Regions from separate parts of the Mus musculus genome. Here region 1 is linked to region 2. A link is a contact called in public HiChIP or PLAC-seq data. All regions are on one chromosome and are shown on one strand. The core of a region is the stretch at or near the end of the contact, and the rest is flanking DNA. Distances in the headings are between cores, read along the strand shown.

Region 1 (2,700 bases), core at 16-2,515, 600 kb after region 2:
AAGCATGAGCTGGTGCCACCAGAAACAGAGAGCCAAGCGTCTCCCAGGTCACAACCTGCCAAACGGTGGGCCCTGGGGTGCCAGTGGAAGGCAAGGGAGCTGAGGGTAGATAGTAGTAGGGACAGCAGAGGAGTAAGGGAAAGGGAGGGCTGGAGAAGGGGGGGGGGAGAGGAAAGGGTGGAGAAGAGGCAGGAGGAATGGCAGAGGTTGACTTTACAGAGCTAGGCCACTCTGTAGGGGGAGGTTTTCCCAGCTCTATATATGGAGCCTTGAGGATGGGAGTTGAAGGGAGATCCTGTCCAGACAGCCCAAGGAAACAACCAAAGAAACAAATTAAGGCCGTGGATGTGGCCTGAAAATGAGACCTCGGGCAGCAGAACGCAGGGTGGGACATGAAATAGAAAAATTAGGATAAAATATGCAGGTGGTAGATGCAATTTTGCAACTCTGTACTCTTGAAATAGAAACCTACTGCCCTTTGTCAGTACATAGCCTGATTGCAACTTAGTTCCCTGTCAGTTCCTTCTGCCCAGAAGCTACAGTTTTAATGAAGCAGTTTTCTAGTCTTGTATATAACACCTTGCTTGGTCCAATGTCTACAATGCTAGGACCATAACATCCCACCACTGGGTATCACTGTCAGTACAATGGCTTTCCCCATCACATTCCTAAATTCTTGCCAGAGGTACATGAGAGGTCCTGTTAAGGTGTGCTATAAAGAGTGTTCTCTTTTTCTAGACTTTGCACTCCAAGTTAAGAGTCAATGGTGCAAAGTAATTAGGCAATGTTACTGTCAGAATTCACACATGAGAGGTGTTACCCACAGTTAGGGGGAAGCTAGAAGAGGTTTTCTGCTGTGTGACCTCCACTGTTGGTAGGTTTGAAGTCAACTGAGAGCAGGTGTTATGGTGTCACTCTCACAAACTGAGGGAGCTTTCCAAGGACATTTTATAGGACCAGGTTTTATCTTAGTAACATCTAACTTTGAGGGCTTTGAGATCTATCAGAGGACATATGTGTGACATATTGAATGGCACTAGTTTTAGCTGATGGAGTGGAAAGATTGCTCTCAAGCACTCTGGACTTGTGGCCTCATCTGATGTCTTAACAAAGCTGTTGAGAGTCCACAGACAAAAATGAGCCAAGGGCTCAGGGTTTGCTTTTATTTTTCTCCCTTTCCTTGTGGTGAGCTGATACTGCTCAACACTAGGCATCAACAGCCTTGAGAAGTGTCTTTAGCAACTTCCCTTTCTAAGAAATCTGCCCTGTGAGGAGAATCAGAAGTTCTGACAGGGTTTTGGTTTTGTTTCATTCCAACAAGGCCCCTGCTGTTGACAGTGAGAAAGGAGTTGGCAGTTCCCAGAGGAATTGAATGACTGAGTCAGAGCAGTGTCTACAGACACATAACTCAGCACCAGGCACATGTGAGTGCAATAAAATACATCACTGCTGTCAGATTCAAGGCTGAGGAAAGTCAGACTCAATAAAACAGAATACACTGTATGGCTCTGTGTAGAAGCCGAGAGATGGTAGCTGGGAGACACGGGTTGCAAAACAACAGCCATGCAAACTCCTGGGGACATAGAAATATCTTGAGTGAGAGCTCTATGTATGTGTGTGTGTGTGTGTAGTGTATGTGTAGTGTGTGTGTGTAGTGTGTGTGTGTGTGTGTGTGTGTGTGTGTAGTGTGTAGTGTGTAGTGTGTAGTGTGTAGTGTGTGTGTGTATAGTGTGTATACATTTGTGAATTCCACATTCTCAGATTCAACCAACCATGGATCAAGAATATTCAGAAAAATATCGCACCTCACTAAACATGGAAGAATTTGTAGATTTTTCCTTGTCATTGTTTCTTGAATCGAATGCTATAACCACTTTTATAGCACTTACAATGCATTAGGTGTCATAAAAATCTAAAGATGATTTAAATTTTCAGGATGGTATGTGTAGGTATATGAAGATAATCACTCTGTCTTGTATCAGGGATTTGAGCACTGGTGGATTTTGTTTTCCTTGGAGTATCCTGACACTGATCCCTGCAGACACTGAGGGAAGAGCATATATATAAACACACACACACACACACACACACACACACACACACACACACATGCATATTTGCCAAGTGTCATCAACCTATATTTTTCAAATCTGAAATGTTCTATGAGCATTATGTTTGTTTTAGTTTCATGTTAAGAGAGAGCCTTACTGTGTACTGCATTGTGGCCTCGAGCTCTCAAGATCCTTCTGCCTGGGTCTCCCATACGTCAGGGATAAAAGCATGCACCACCATGCCTAGCTGAAAAGCACTGCTTTATATTATACAGCAGTAACTTACGGATTGCCATTTAAAAGTAGCAATCTACTTTTTTGGGTTGAATCAAGAAGAGAACACTCAAAGAAGTCATTCCCCATCAGCCCCAGTGGCCTTATGACTCTGCCCTTTCCTGACACGCCCTGCTGTTGGGAACCTTCATTCATTCTTTTGAAACTCTGTATTTTTCCAAATAAATCGCCCCAGCTTTCTCCAAGTTGCTGTTGCAATACCAGAGGACGAGATTACAGATTGAGACGAGCCTTTCCCAGAAAACTATTCTGTAACAGCATAGCAGATGCTAATTAGAGTTACACCCCAAGTTGTTGTTACGTGGCCCGGCCATCTTACAAGCACTTCTGTATAAAGGCTGGCCATAAGCACCAA
Region 2 (2,833 bases), core at 85-2,584:
GTTGAAAAGCAAAAAAATCGTTCTGCGTTTGTTCTTATCACAAATAGAAACAATAATCACCATACTTATAGGAAGCACAGATAACGCACTAAATTCAAAGAAACTTAAGGTCATGTTAACAAAATAAACATTTTTCAAGGACACTACATTTGGGCTAATGATAGAAAAAAATACAGGCTAGCTGTGGGTTGTCTGTAGAGCCTTGTTGAGGTGTTCCAGCCTACGGTGGGCACTTCAGGACACCCATACCCTGGTCACTCATGAACTTCCCATGCCATCAGCTGTCCCAGCAATGTCCTTACCCCGTTCTCTGCAGAACACTGGAGGTCAATGTCCATGCCAAGGAGTCTACAAAGGAGCTGAGCGTAGCATGGGCAGCTCCATGGTCATGAGGTTCCCTGTGTCCCTCATTCAGTTCTTCGTGGGGGCTGTGCTCCCTTTTATGGCTACATTGGTGTTCCCATCTGGCAGTGACGTGTTTTTTTTTTTTGGGGGGGGGTGCTTAGCTTTATAAAAGATGAACATTTTTATTTACTTTTAATCACGTGTATATGTGCATCTGTGCATCCACACTCGTGTCTGTGTGTGTGTGTGTGTGTGTGCCCGTGTGTACTCATTATGTGTGCATGGGTCTGGTTTGAGTTTTATCTGCTCTGCTGCTAAAGCATACAGAGTGGAAAAGGGGCTGTGATAGGAAGAGAAATCTGCCTGGAAAAAGGCAAGTATCAGAACATAAAGGTGTGTGTCTATTTCTGTGTGAAGATGTGGAGAGACAAGTGCCCACAGACACATGCTCATGAGTCTTGCCTATAAAGACTGAGACAGATATTTGCTGCAGACAGTTGTCAGAAAATAGGAGGTTATGCTTAACAAAACCATTTTGTCTGATAGTCTTATGTGATCCCAATTTCCTATCACGTGAGTTCCCTCTCAAAGGACAGGACAGGCCACCTTGACTGGCTATGCAGCTGTGGGTGCTGGCTCAGTCCCTTCCTGAATAACCCACTATCAAGAAGTAGCTTTGGCATGGCTGTCATGTAGAAGCTCTGTGGCCTTTGCTTTTACTCTCTGGCCAGAGGCATCTTGTAGAGGCCTCTTTAGAATCTTCCAGAATCTCTGAACTCAGGAGATTTTATAATTCAGAGCGCACTCTTGGCTGGCCTTCCCTGGTGTGAATCTATCGATTCTCAAAGCCTCTGAACTCCAGGGAAGATCCCCTGCCTTTCCAGCCTTCTTACTCACACCCTATTCAGGGAATGAAAAAACAGTGGAGTATTTGTATGGCCAAATGGGAGGGGCCCGCCACATAGGCATCCAGCTCCTAGCAAGACACACATCTCTCGTTGCTATACCAAGATAATAATAAAAATATTAACCACACTTAATGACAGTACATACTATCATAAACCAAAGTTCAAATTCCAGCCAAGAGAAATATGTAATTCAAAAGTAAAAACATGAATTAAAAATTACATCATCACTGCCAAGTGTGGTAGCGTACACCTTTAGTCCCAGCACTTGGGAGGCAGAGTCAGGTGGATCTACGTGAGTCAGAGGTCAGCTTGGTCTACAAAGCAAGTTTCAGGACAGTCAGGGCTATGCTGCACTCTGTACACAGGGTTCTGTCTCAACATCCCCCCCCCCAAAAAAAAGAGACAAAACCAAAACCACAAGAAGAAAGCACATTATCATCTTAAGACACTGTGATGCTTAAAGCCCAGTCTCCCCAGCTGGAATCTGGCCTCTGTGCACCCATAGCTATGGTTAGAATATTTCAGTGCGAGCATTGACTGAAGGAAGCTTTTCCACAGACCTGAGAGGGACCTTGCAGCCCATGTGGGTAGGAGGAAGAGCTCTCACTGGCCTAAGGACTGTCTGCTGTTTCTTCTCCTTGTACTGTGGGAGTAACTGCAGAATTCTTTTGCTATTGTTTTTGTTTTGTTTTGTTTTTGTTTTTTGTTTTTGCAAGATAGGACAGACTTCTCTGTGTAGCCCTGGTTGTCCTGGAACTCACTCTGTAGACCAGGCTGGCCTCTGGAAAGGGCCGGAGAGAAAGTGCAGTTCGGGCTTGGCCTCTTTGCTACATGATAGGGCCTGGATCCCAACTAGTAGATCCTGAGAGGGGAAGCAAGGCAGCTGTGAGCACGAGCATGCTGAGAACAGACTCTCCAGAGGGGCTTTCCAGGGCCAGGGTGCTAGGAATGTCTATTTGCATAAGGGGGAATTCTAGGTGCTGCTGGACATGACCTAGCTACCAAGCTACATGATCTAGGGAGGAGAATAAATGGGGGAGAACAGGGCTACGTGGGCCAGGCACGAAGACCCAGGGTGGGAGGAGGGAGGTGGGGGAGTTGCCACCCTACTCCTGAGGATCTCAGGGCTACATTTCCAGAATTTGGAAATGCTTCGACCTTACTCTTGCTCTGGGCCTGCTACCCACTGCTCCCTGCCCCCACAGAAAGGTCTTCATTTTGGAGGGTGATGGTAAATTGGCCAAAGGGGATAGCTAATTAGAAAGTCAGAGTAGCCAAGCAAAGAACCAGAAGCACTCGGAGAAACCTGCAGTGAGGACCCAGTTGTTCAGGTTTGATCTCCCAGGGACGAGAGAGTCTGCACTATCTAACTGATACTACCTAATCTTGCCCCCCACCTGTTGCGCGCGCTCAACAGGCCAGGAAGAACGACGCTGCTACAGGATCCTTCTGCACACGTTTATTCAGTCCTATTTCTTCTTGTTTATATCTCGCTTGTTTATATCTCTCTTGTTTATATCTCCCTTGTTTTTATATCTCCCCTGTTTTTATATCTCCCCTGTTTTTATATCTCCCCTGTT

The links. HiChIP or PLAC-seq counts read pairs in DNA pulled down with a chosen protein or histone mark.
Region 1: a contact with region 2 is called in a FOXA1 HiChIP or PLAC-seq map of pancreatic cancer cells. The contact joins two enhancer-like sites. A contact is called at or near these places in 1 of 115 datasets of contacts at active chromatin or transcription factors (pancreatic cancer cells) and 1 of 9 other capture datasets (embryonic stem cells).

Annotation. Positions count from the first base shown.
Region 1 is chr6:54,955,291-54,957,990 of GRCm38.p6, forward strand. All of the region lies in intron 1 of Nod1 (nucleotide-binding oligomerization domain containing 1), which reads right to left. Among named protein-coding and RNA genes, the nearest start is that of Nod1, 16 kb to the right of the region's middle. Within about 2 kb of position 1,266, at least 136 of the 459 cell types and tissues checked have an H3K27ac peak or open chromatin away from gene starts, as enhancers often do. A contact at or near this core is called in pancreatic cancer cells, where this site is marked.
Region 2 is chr6:54,353,602-54,356,434 of GRCm38.p6, forward strand. The region is part of intron 3 of 9130019P16Rik (RIKEN cDNA 9130019P16 gene); the gene reads right to left. Among named protein-coding and RNA genes, the nearest start is that of Prr15, 28 kb to the left of the region's middle. Within about 2 kb of position 1,335, at least 26 of the 459 cell types and tissues checked have an H3K27ac peak or open chromatin away from gene starts, as enhancers often do. A contact at or near this core is called in pancreatic cancer cells, where this site is marked.